2 separate regions of the Ovis aries genome follow, and region 2 is linked to region 1. The links are chromatin contacts, called in public Hi-C maps. All regions are on one chromosome and are shown on one strand. Each heading gives the region's core, a stretch centred on a gene start, on an enhancer-like site or on the middle of the called end of the contact. The rest is flanking DNA. Distances are from core to core; before and after follow the strand shown.

The links. A called contact is a pair of places that touch in the nucleus more often than the background predicts.
Region 2: a Hi-C map of retroperitoneal adipose tissue shows a contact between it and region 1, with 2.0 times the contacts expected there. The contact joins two enhancer-like sites. A contact is called at or near these places in 4 of 16 Hi-C or Micro-C datasets (muscle, retroperitoneal adipose tissue, skin fibroblasts and 1 more).

Annotation. Positions count from the first base shown.
Region 1 is chr16:59,030,461-59,037,457 of ARS-UI_Ramb_v3.0, forward strand. TRIO (trio Rho guanine nucleotide exchange factor) reads right to left here. Exons shown (of 57, transcript XM_060400268.1): 2 at 4,466-4,540. Among named protein-coding and RNA genes, the nearest start is that of TRIO, 130 kb to the right of the region's middle. Within about 2 kb of position 5,396, at least 32 of the 54 cell types and tissues checked have an H3K27ac peak or open chromatin away from gene starts, as enhancers often do.
Region 2 is chr16:59,262,057-59,268,248 of ARS-UI_Ramb_v3.0, forward strand. No RefSeq gene overlaps it. Among named protein-coding and RNA genes, the nearest start is that of DNAH5, 47 kb to the right of the region's middle. Within about 2 kb of position 1,700, at least 7 of the 54 cell types and tissues checked have an H3K27ac peak or open chromatin away from gene starts, as enhancers often do.

The DNA of each region.
Region 1 (6,997 bases), core at 4,146-6,645:
ACCTGGATTTCAGAGCCAATCTGAAGAGGCTCCCACTAGCCAAGGATGAAAAAAATTAAACTTCATAAGAAAAAAAAAAATATATATATATATATATACACACACACAATGGAAACATCAGACATATTTAAAACCACGAGCTCAAAATGACAAAAATCTCAGCACTTTTTTATGTGTCTGAAATGACTAATGATTTTTTTTTTTTAATTTGCCTGAAAACTAATAAAGGTCAGGAATCAATCATGAATCTTCCTTTCCTGTATGAACTCAGGGAAACCAAGAAGCTGACAACGGGACATTTCTCTTTATGGAATATCCAAGTTGATACATGAAGAAAAGAGGGTATAATTAGGGCATCGTGTGTGAGCGCTAAGTTACCTTAGTCATTCAGCTCTTTGCAACCCCATGGACCGTAGTCTTCTGTCCATGGGCTTTCCCAGGCAAGAATGCTGCAGTGGTTGCCATTTCTTTCTCCAGGGGATCTTCTGACTGGGGATTGAACCCATGTCTCCTGCACTGAAGACAGATTCTTTACCCCTAGCGTCACTTGGTAAGCCCAATTAGAATATTACCATTTTGCATCCCTAAGAAAGTATTAGATCTAAGCAACAAATATCAATGAATGCTAAACATCATAAAAGAGAGACACCAGACGCTCCCAATAAAACTCTTACTAGAACTACCCAACACTACCCATTAAAATGCTTTGTCTATTTCCTACAAAATCTAAACTAAATCTAATCAAGCAGCAGGATCCAGCTCTTAATTCACAGGAAACCAAGGGCAAGGGGAACATGTTAAATGACCACCCAAGGCTGCAACCAACAAAATGTAGGAAAATCTACAGGAAAACACTGCTTCCTCACTTAATAAATAAACATAAATGAGTAAGACAAAAAAGAATGAAGAAGAGAGGAAGAGCCTCAAGATTAAAAAGATACATCAGACACAGCAACCAACGGCAATATACATCCTGGAAAGACAAGTTTATAAGACAACCAGAGAAACATGAATACTGATTAGCTTTTAAAGAGCTATTATTATTAAAGAGTTATTATTCCCCTCTATGTCTATTAATAATAAACTGAGGATTTTTTTAAAAGATTTTCAAGGGGCATAGATGAAACAAGTTTATTGAAGTGATCCATGGATTCACAGAAAGTCATTATACTAGTCTCTCTCCTTACGGATGTTGAAATGTTCCATGATAAAAAGTTAAGGGATTAAAAAAAAAAAAAAAAAGGAGGTTGCCTGTGAGTTCTTTTAAGGCCCAAACCCTAATGGCATAGGAACATGCAGAGGCTGACATTATATATGCATGTAGGGTTGGCCAAAAAGTTCAGTCAGGTTTTTTCATCACAGCTTCTGGAAAAACCCTAACACATTTTTTGGCCAACCCAATATATACACATACATTAAATGTGCACACATGCAGGACATTGAAAGTGAAGTCGCCCAGTCATGTCCGACTCTTTGTGACCCCATGGACTGTAACCTATTAGGCTCCTCCGTCCATGGGAATTTCCAGGCAAGAATGCTGGAGTGGATTGCCATTTCCTTCTCCAGGGGATCTTCCCCACCCAGGAATCAAACCCAGGTCTCCCGCATTGCAGGCGGACGCTTTACCATCTGAGCCACGAGAGAAACCCCTGCAGGACATTAAATATATGTAATACACTAAATATGCAAGCTATAAATATACCTTATATACACACAACAGTAAATATAAACTACAAGACGCCTCTTTTACTGCCCCTCCTTCTGACTTCACCAGACGTTAGATGTGTCATTTAGTTCCCCCTCTGAATGGGGAAAACAGTTCTGTGCTATCTCACTTAAATGCAATGAGGACTACTTTTCCAGGTACCTGGAGGTGAGAATGAGGATCAGATATATTCGAGTTCAAGGCATCCATGCTGGCTTTTTAAGAGAGCTTGAGCTCACAGGCGTCTCAGAAAATCTCTGATCCTTTGGCCTGCTTTTTCAAAGCCCTGTTAGTTCTCTTTGATTTAATTTACTAAAAGTCATTCACATGGAGAGCTTTTACAAAGTTACCATAATATTAAATACCCCTGATGTCTTTTAAAACGGGGTTAGAGCAAAAAGAACATCAGAGGAGCGGTGGCGGAACCTGGGGTTGGGTACAGGGCTCTTTGGGGGCCGATGACAGTCTCTTTAGGATTAAGACGGTCAGTGGTGATAGTGCCACCATCTGTGAATACACTAAAATCTCCTGGACTGAACACTTTTAAAAGGTGGCTTTACGGTATGCAAATTATATCTTAAGAAAAAAAAGAATAAACAGGGGTAAAAAATGTTAAGAAGTTTATTTATTGAAATTTTTTCAAAACAAAAAATTCACCACATAAGTAATCAACTAATTTTCTATTTAATGATTTTTGTTTTCCCTTCCCAAATAAGATAACAGCAAGCTTAAGGCAACCAGCAAGGACCTCATGCTACTTTAACGGGCCAATTCTGGTCACAAATTAGGAATACTGCAGTGTGTGTGTTGTGCTAAGCCACTTCAGTCGTGTTAGACTCTCTGCAACCCTATGGACCGTGTAGCCTGCCAGACTCCTCTGTTCATGGGATTCTCCAGGCAAGAAAACTGGAGTGGGTTGCCATGCATCAAGAAGGGATTTTTCCCCCTCCCCTTTCACTTTTTTTTTTTTTTAAACCAAGTTTTTCCAACAATCAAAAGTATCTTCTTCACAGACTTAGAAAACTAATCTTTGGTAGCTGGCGGGGAAGGGATCGTTAGGGAGTTTGGGACGGTCATATACATACAGACTACTATATTTAAAATGGATAATCAGGGGTGGGAGGTGGGAGGGGGGGTTCAGGATTGGGAACTCATGTACACCCGTGGCTGATTCATGTCAATGTATGGCAAAACCAATACAGTATTGTAAAGCAAAATAAAGTAAAAATTAAAATTAAAAAAATAAAAAATAAAATGGATAATCAAACAGGACCTGCTGTACAGCACATGCAGCTCTTCTCAGGGTTAAGTGCCAGCCTGGATGCGGGGGCGTGGGGGCTGGCGGAGGATGGACACGTGTATGCATGGCTGAGTCCCTTCCCTGTTCACCTGAGACTATCACAGCATTGTTAATCGGCTAGACCCCAATACAAAATAAAGACTAAAAAGTTGAGAAAAAAACCCACTATCTTCCTCTTTTCATGAACCTCTTACTTTTCTATTAACTTTTCAAAGTCACTTTGAATTAGATTTACTTCAGCAAAATCGTCAAACTGTGTTCAACAGGGCCCAAGAAACACTATGAGACAGAAAGCAAGATAACATTGGCAAAACCACCACAGGAAGCTGCGTCCTAAATACATAACCGTCCCACACGCTTAAAGGACACACAGAACATATCAAAGCAGCTAGCTGTGTTACAAATTTTAAATAAAATGTGTTCAAGAGGAGACATCAGATCAGTAGCGTGTGCCTGTTGAGAAAGATAAAAATTTATCAAGGGAAACACATCCAGAAAGACTGTCTAAAAGCACGTGACAATCTACAGATTTATTTGATACTTCCTGCTCAAACACAGCAGAAAACTCCTGCAAACCTCTCTTTTCTAGCAAGTGAGTTGGTGCTTGTCATTGTTCAGTCACTCATTTGTGTCCGATTCTTTGTGACCCCACGGACTGCAGCACACCAGGCTTTCCTGTCCACCATCTCCTGGAGCTTGCTCAAACTCATATCCATTGAGTCAGCAATGCCATCCAACCATCTCATCTACTGTCGTCCCCTTCTTCTCCTGCCTTCAATCTTTCCAAGCCTCAGGGTCTTTTCCCAAAGAGTGGGCTCTTCGCATCAGGTGGCCAAAGTATTAGAAAAAGGTATAATACCCAACGACTGTTCTGTGCAGGTAGGAGGGAGCCTCTGGGCAGACGGCCCAAAAGCAGACCCTCTACGTGCAGAGGAAGGGCAGGTGAGTGCCCCAGAGCCTGGCACACTAATCCAGAGTCTGTCTTCACACTGCAGGAGGGCCAGGAGCCCCCAAAACCAAGGTCTACTGTTCAGTAGGGGACCACTGGCAGGGAACACAAGGGCTTTCCTGGAATTCCAGGACCGGGAAGAAAGGCGGGAATTCTGGACACCTCTAGATCTGGTCACATTCCCACCACCTTCGCTGAGATGATAGACCTTAAAAAATCAGTTCTTTTACTTAACTGACTGGGGAAGGTAGTCAAAATGTGAATGACAGACACGAACGTGTCATAATCACCAACGCTATCTGACCAACAATGTGCCTGCCAGCTAGAAGAAAATGCTTTGGGCACCAAATTCTTAGGCCAACGCTACAAGAATAGAGCAGTTAAAAATCCACTGAAATGCCAATGCTGTTATGTTATGATGGGTGAGTTAGCTTATAGTTTAGTATTTTGGACTCTGACATTGTATCAAGGTACAAGGAACAATAAAGCAGATTAGAAAGTTAAACTTTACCTGAAAGGTATGCAACTTTTTCCTTTAAAATTGGCAAAACATCCATAGCTTTCATTTCATCGTTTTTTCGAAACCCTGAAAGACAAAGGAGAAAATATAATGACTGGGTTGCTTGAGTGTCATTTAATTTCTGAACCACCCTTATCTCCAATGCCAACACAGCTGCTTTCTTTACACCCATGAAGTTAACTTTTTATTCTGTGAAGGAAAGTCTCTGATCCTTCTCCTTTAATGAGGAAGAGCAACTTGCAGACGCAGACCCAGAGGCTCCCAGACCAAGCAGGCTCTTTAGGTCATTTCCAGCCTTAAATAAAGAATCAGTCCCCGAAAGACTAGATGTGAGAGTAGTCCAGATTGTTTCACAAATCTTCCCCTTGTAATGCCATGATTAACATAAACACTAGCAAAGAAAGTAGCAACATTGTTTTTAAAAAACAACTATGAGTCATGGCACGCTAAATCCTCTAGGGGGAGCTCAAAGCCACATCCTATCTGTGAATCTGGTTAAAAATAAAAGTGGCAGGGAGGAGAGCAGGGATTATAAATAGCTGGGGACCGGCCACGGCTCCCTCTCGGCTCTGTCCTTCCGGGTTTTCTGGGTCATGCCCCCCTGGAGGAACGTCACTGGCCAATGTGGCAAGATGGTCTGGTGTCACCTGCCTCACAGGGTGACACCAGGCCCCTCTTCTCACATCAAACCAACTCTCCCCACGCCCCCAACGTCGGCGAAGGCCAAGTGGAAATACTCTGGCCAGGAAGCACAGTTTAGGACAAGCCAATGTCCATCTAAGCCAAGGGAAGCCTGGCAGCCCCAACATGCCTGGCCGAAACTCGCCAGGGTGGCTGCCCACACGGGAGTTTGGGGTCAAGATGTTCACACGTGTAATAATGTCTCGGGATTTTACTCTTGGAGGTCTCTACAGGGGTCGTCTGGGTTCAAGATATTGGCTATTCTCATCAAAGCAGTGACTGTGGGAGGTTCAAGAGGGAGAGGACATACACCTAATGCCGATTCACGTTGGCTGACTTACGGCAGAGACCACCATAATACTGAGGAGCAACTATCCTACGGTTAAAGATAAATAAACTTACATCTAAAAAAAAATTTTTTTTAACCCAGTAATTGTCATTCATGGCAGAGGAATCTCTTGAAAAAAATTAAAGACTACTGCCCCAACCCTATCTTCCTGTCTGTTTTTGTCAAAACTGTACAAGGAATGGATCCACACTGTGAGCTGGTAATAGCCAATGGAAGGCACAGACCTGAAGGCCGAGAGAGAAAAAACGCTCTCGGTAAGTGATCAGAGTTTCCATGTCTCATGTGCCTGAGGGGTTCCTACAGACCAGCCCTGCCACAGGGCTGAAACCTGTAAAAATCGCCTGTCTCAAGGCACAGACAGGAGAGGGATCAAAAGCAGGAAAGAGGAAGTCCCTTTGTAAGGACTTCAGGGCAGGGCCCGGCCTAAGCCACTTGGAGCTGCTGAAACAAGTCAGGACACAGCTCAGGGCGACCTCGGGAGCTCCAACCAAGAGGGCGAAACCGTGAGCAGCAGAAGGGGAGCCTCAAAGTGTGTGGATAAACTTGGCCCAAACCTCTGAGTCTGCAGGTTTAGGGCAAGCTCCCTGCAGCCTCGGCTCCCAGCTCAGGATAAGGACCAGGACCTGACTCGAGGCTGGAGTCCAGCCTACTGAAACAAGCATACAAACAGCAACCACACCGGCCCCTTTGGGAGAACAGGATCTAGTCTCTACAACATATCATTCCCAGAAGCAAAGATTGCATAGATCAGTAACAACCCTGTCCACAGAATACCCATGTAGGAAGAACCCAGTTTAACAGGATGCAACTAGTCGCAAAGAGTCCGACCCAACTCAGCAACTCAACAGCAACAAAATCATGGAAGTTGAAATGTCCAAGGGCTTAGCACACTACCCAGCTGGCTGAGAAAGGGCTCTCTCGACACAGAACCCAGGCCTCCACATCGCCAGCCTCTTTTGCTTTCCAGTATACTCCGCCTTGCGCTGGCAACCCACCAAGCTTTTAAAACAGGGGCTATTTATAAAAGGCAAGACAGGAGCCAAGCGGTCTGCAATTTCATCCTTAAGCTTCCTTCAAAAACCCTTGAATGGACGCAATGTCGTCTCAGAAGTTCATTGCCCGTCATTGGGTGGTTCACTGTGTGTCCACAAAGACTGAGGACATCCCAGTTGCAGCTGATATGAACATGGATGGCAGCGGGGGAGGCAAATACAAAGAGGAATCGGGCACCACGGCAGCCTTCTTGGAGACGAGCTCATAAGTACCTGGAGGGCAGGGTGTGGGATGGAAAGTTCTGTAAGCTGCACGTGGCACCCACGTGGCAAGGAGGAGCAGATCAGATGACAGGATGCTCAGAGGGAGCAAGCCGTAGCTGCGGATCCTCACCCACGGGGATTTGAAAAGAGGATCCCCTTCCACCGCCACCAGATAAGAAAACGCTGCTTCCGGCCGTTCCCTCAACAGCCTGTGCCCGCAGGCGCCCCGGCCAGGGC
Region 2 (6,192 bases), core at 450-2,949, 230 kb after region 1:
GGACAGAGGTATAATTATTATTCTGATTTTACAGATGAGGAAATGGAAGCACGAGGTCAAGTACTTTGCCAGAGGTCAACAGGCAGTACCATTTTTAGACTATATTGTAGACTAATTTCTTCAAGCCTGTATGGGATCCTTGTATTTACCAGAGGAGCCTCAGTGCAGAGGGTGGACTCTTAGTGATGGAGTAGCAGTCACTGTTGGAAAAAATCCCTGATGCTGGGAAAGACAAAAGGGAAAAGGAGAAGAAAGTGGCAGAGGATGAGATGGTTTGATAGCATCATCGACTCGATGGACATGAGCTTGAGCAAACTCCACGAGATAGTGAAGAAAAGGAGAGCCTGGCGTGCTGCAGTCCATGGGGTCACAGAGTTGGGCGTGATTTAGTGACTTAACAACAACCACAATAGCAGGCAATGTTGCAGGTTCAGTAGTCAGTTCAGTTGCTCAGGCATGTCTGACACTTTGTGACCTCGTGGACTACAGCACGCCAGGCCTCCCTGTCCATCACCAACTTCCAGACCTTGCTCAAACGCATGTCCATAGAGACGGTGATGCCTTCTAACCATCTCATCCTCTGCTGCCCCCTTCTCCTTCTGCCTTCAATCTTTCCCAGCATCAGGGTCTTTTCCAATGAGTCAGTTCTTTGCATCAGGTGGTCAAAGTATTGCAGCTTCAGCTTCAACATCAGTCCTTTCAAAGAATATTCAGGGCTGATTTCTTTTAGGATTGACTGATTTGATCTCCTTGCAGTCCAAGGGACTCTAAAAGAGTCTTCTCCAACACCACCGTTCGAAAGCATCAATTCTTTGGCACTCAACCTTCTTTACGGTCCAACTCTCACATTCATATGTGACTATTGGAAAAACCATAGCTTTGACTAGATGGACCTTTGTTGGCAAAGTAGTGTCTCTGCTTTTTAATATGCTGTGTAGGTTGGTCATAGCTTTTCTTTCAAGAAGCAAGCGTCTTTTAATTTCATGGCTGCAGTCACCATCTGCAGTGATTTTGGAGCCCAAGAAAATAAGTTTCTCACTGTTTCTAGTGTTTCCCCATCTGTTTGCCATGAAGTGATGGGACCAGATGCCATGAACTTTGTCTTTTGAATGCTGGGTTTTAAGCCAGCTTTTTCCCTCTCCTCTTTCACTTTCATCAACAGGCTCTTTAGTTCCTCTTTGCTTTCTGCCGTTAGGGTGGTGTCATCAGTTTATCTGAGGGTATTATTTCTCCGGCAATCTTGATTCCAGCTGTGCTTGTTCCAGTGTTGCAGGTTAGGGGAGAAATTTGGGGGAAGAGACCCCTTCAGCAAAACTCCTCAGAGCCTGCCATCTGGGCATACAGAAAACTGCAAGTAGAATGTCCCTGTTTTGACTGGCCTTGGCATATGACAGAGGGGTTTAAAAAGCACAGACTCTAGACTTCCCTGGCTGTCCAGTGGTGAAGACTCCACTCTTCAATGCATGAAGCATGGGTTCCATCCCTGATAGGGGAACTAAAATCCCATATACGGTGCAGAGCAGCCAGTAAAATAAAAAATTAAAAATAAACAGCAGACTCTGGGGTCAGGGAGAGCTGGGAACAAATCCTGCTTCAATCACTGAGTCACCGGGCGAATGACCACAGAGGTCCTTAGGCTGAGGCTGTCTGGGCCAAGAGGGAGTTTTTCTGAGGACACGCCTGCCTGGACAGAATTTTGGATCTGACGAGGGTTTCTCAACCTTGGCCCTGTTGACAGAACTCTCTGTGGTGAAGGGCTGTCCTGCACGCTGTAGGGTGTGGACGAGTACACCTGTCCTGCACTAGAGGCCGATTGTGACAAGCAAAAGTGTCTGTAGCCGAGGCCGGCTGTCCCCTAGGGAGGTGGGCGAGGTCATCTCCCCTCTAGATCAGATGACCTAAAGCTTCTTCCCGTTCAGATAATATTTTGGGATTTTATCTCAGGCTGCTCCCCCCAGGTGGCACTAGTGGTAAAGAATCCGCCTGCCAATGCAGGAGATGAGAGACAGAGGTTCGATCCCTGGGTCAGGAAGATCCCCTGGAGAAGGAAATGACAACCCTACTCTGGTATTCTTGCCTGGAGAATCCCACGGACTGCAGCCGGTTGCAAAGAGTTGGAGATGATGGAATCGACTTAGCATGTACACACATACGCACACAGGTCATCAACACACAGAGCTGTTCTGTAAAACATCACCCCATTCACACAGTGGGATCAGAATTCAGACTTATCAGCCAACCAGATTGCTGGAATTTGTCTTTTCTTCTCCGTGGGAACAAACTGCAGGACAGGCTTGTTCCTTTTCAGGCCACTCAAGCTAATTCTGTTTTTTTTTTTTTTTCTGGTTAAAAACAAAAGCTTATTTTGAGTAACTTTCTCAGTTACCCCAAAGTTCACAGTTCCCACCAGGATTCTCCCTGCCTCCATGGTTTCTCCCCTCACCCTCCTTCCCTCTGAGAAATCCTCAAGGCAGGGAGAAGCTTCTGGAACACTGGGGCATCTGTGGCAGATGGCTGGTCCTCTGAACTGGCCTGGGGAGATATGTGTCTTGGGGGGGACCTCATGGTATTCTTGTGTGTGTGCTGATGGCCCCCTCTCTGTGGCCTGGGCACCTGGCCACAGGCTCCTCTTGTCTCTTAGCTCTGGGCTGTCACCCCTGGCCTTCTGCATCCCCTTGTTCCAGTCCAGATGACCCCTGGCAGGCACGATGACAGAATTTTCAGTTACCGCCTGGCCTCTTCAGGGCTATGGGAATGTCTCTGGCTGGCCACTGTGCCAGGCGCAGTGTGGATGGCTGCCTCAGGCCATTCTCGCTCCAGCCCTGCCCTCTCACCATTCCTTGACCACAGCCCATTCCCTTCCCACCTCCTTCTTCCTACTCTGAGGCTGCCTCTTGCCTGGACTCTAGGAGAGGCGTGTGTTATAGTCCACCAGGCCTTTGGAGCCTCAGTCTTGCAAGTACTCTTCCAGAGAAAAATGGAAACACAGCCATCTCAGTATTCATCTTGCGCAATGATAATCTGGAAGTATTTCGAGTTGGCTTTATAACTCCCTCTAATGCGCCGCTCCAACCAATCCTGTGAGCCCACAGGGACCGCAATCCCCTAACTTTGCACCACTTACTGATCTCATTCCTTTCGAGCCCTCACTGTCCTGCATATCCAGCTAAACATCCGCCCTCATTTTGCTGTAAACACCTCAGCCCCCTCTCCTCTCCCATTTCATTGTACTTGGTTGATGTATGAGTCATGGTTCTCTAGAGAAGCAGAACCAACAGGCTGTGTGTTTATATAGAAAGAGGTTTATTTTAAGCAATTCACTCACATGATTGTAGAGACTGGCAGGTCCCAAATCGGCAGGGTGGCCTGGCTGTTATTTCAGTTTAAGTCCAAAGGCAGTCTGCAGGCAGAAATTCCTTCTTGCTTGCTTGGGAGAGGCCCATCTTCATGCTATTAAGGCTTTCAACTGATTAGATGAGGCCCACCTCCTTATGGAGGACAATCTGCTTTACCAAAGTCCACCAAATTAAATGGAAATCTCCACCCACCCCCAACCCAATACTCTCTCAGAGACATTCAGAATGATGTTTGGCCAAAAATCTGGGCACTGGAGCCCAGTCGCACTGACATATATAACTCCCTGTCACAGTTGGCTAAATCGCAGTCCTGGTGAAGCCCACTTGCTCTGTGTTCTGAGCCTGTGCCCACACAGCTGGTAGCAGCAGGGGCAGGAGATGGTCTCACTGGAAATGGGTGATCAGTAACTCTCAGAGAAGTGTGGGCATTGGACCGTATTTCCCTGGTTCAGTCACTCCCCCTACTCGTAAAGGACTATTCATATCTGTTCCCCATTCTCAGACTCTGTCTCAGAGAGAGGCCTCGGTGGATCCTCACCACTCCATCTGTCCACTGACAGGCTGCATCTGTGCTCTCACGTGCTCCGTCCCTCATTCTCCTGTGGGTGAAATGCCCTGGCTCCTGGCCAAGGCCAACCCCTGCCTCCTGTGATGGATGTCCTCTTTCTCCTCTGCTCGAGGTCATTCTCCAACAGTGTCTTTCTCTCTCTCCTGAGTCATCAGTTTTGTCTTTCTTCATTCATTCTCATTAGTACACACGCTTTTCTTGACCTCGTTTGGAGCCCCACTCTATTTCTCTCCTTTTTTACAGTACAGTTTCCATTTATGCTGTCTGTAATCTCACTCCCCCATTCTCTTCATTTTTTTTTTATTGTAGTAAAACACACACAAATGTACCACTGTAGCCATGTGAAATTGTATGATGCAGTGACATGAAGTGCGTTCACAGTGTGGTGTGACTGTCACTGGTCCAGTTCCAAAACTTTTCACCATTTCAAATGCAAATCTTGTACCCATGAAGCAGTCACTCCCCTTTCCCCTGCTTCCCCCAGATTCCCCCAGTCTCTGGTAACCACTAATATGCTTTCTGTCTCTACAGATTGTTCATGCTGGATAGTTCATATAACTGGAATCGTACAACATGTGGTCGCTCGTGACTGGTTTCTTTCAGTCATTGTGATGCTTCGAAGATTCATCTATGTTGGAGCATGTATCAGCGTGTCCTTCCTTTTTATGAGGGAATAGTACTCCACTCTGCAGATGCATCATGCTTTCTTTATCCACTCATCTGTGGAAGGACTCTTGTGTTGCTTCCTCCCACTCTTTGGGAGCCCTTTCTAACAGGCTCTACCCCCACCAGTCCACCCAAACTGCTCTCATCGAGATCGCCAATGATCCCCATGCTGCCATCTCTCATGGCTGATCTCAGTTGTCTTTGGACTTGAACTACCAGCAGCACTTGGGCTGCCAATCACTCTCTCTCCTCAAATCACTTCTTAACTCTGTTGGCAGCACATGCTTTTTCCAGATTTTCCTTCTTCCTCTCTGGAATGTTCTATCCTGTCTCCTCTACTCTCTCTCTCCTCTGTTCTATCTTCTTGATATTGGAATATGGCACCTGGAGCTCTTTTCTGTCAACTCTCACTAGCCCCATGGTTCTCAGTACTATTTGCATATGGATACTATTTGCATACCTCATTTTACTGCACTCTGAAGACACTAGAATTCTTTACAAATTGAAGGTTTATGGCAACACTGCATTGAGCAAGTCTGTTGGCGCCATTTTTCCAACAGCATTTGCTCACTTCATGTCCCTGTGTTACGTATTGGTAATTCTCGAGATATTTCAAACGTTTTCATCGTTATTGTCTTTGTTATGGTGATTGTGATCAGTCATCTCTGATTACTTTTGCAAATATATTACGACTTGATGAATGCTCAGATGATGGTCAGCAGTTTTTAGCAATAAAATCTTTTTAAAAATTAAATTAATTTATTTACTTTACTTTATTTTTTATTTTTATTTATTGGGCTGCATCAGGTTTAACTGCCCTGCCCTATGGGGTCTTAGTTCCCTGACCAGGGATTGAACCCGCGTTCCCTCTGTTGGAAGGCAGATTCTTAAATCACTGGACCACCAGGGAAGTCCATAAAATACTTTTTTCTTTCTTTCTCTTTAATTCCTTTTTGGCTCTCTTTTTTCTTCTATATTGTCTGGAAGTTAGGAGTTTCTATTCTTTTAGTGATTACCCCAGAGGTTATAACATGTTCCTTACTTATTAAAATTTCATACTACTCGTATGCTCTTTCCCAGTAACACCACTTAAAATACTTAGAATACCATGTCTTATTATATTTAAAACACTTCCTGACTTACATTATTTAATGTTTAGTATTAAGCAATAAAATATTTTTAATTAAGATATGTACTTTTTTGATGTAATGTAACTGCACGCTTAATGCACACTTATGTATAGTATTAACATAACTTTTATATGCACTGGAAGCCAGAAAAATTCATGACTCACTTTGTCACAATATTGCAGTGGTCTGGAACCAAATCAAAATGTCTCCAAGTATGTCTATATTGATTTTCTGCTCCTACTTCTGTGTCCTATTTCCTGCTCATTATCCCTCTTGGGAAGCCTAATAAGTATTTCAAACTTTAAAAATTTGTCTTAAGTGTCAAAATAACTGAGGTATTGGAACCACCCTTGACTTTACATTTCCTCTCCTGCTCTGTAATTAATCCATCGGCAAGTATCACTGGGTTCATCTTCGTTTGCATCCAGAATCCAAGCACTTATCCCCACGCCTACTGCTCCCTCTCCAACCC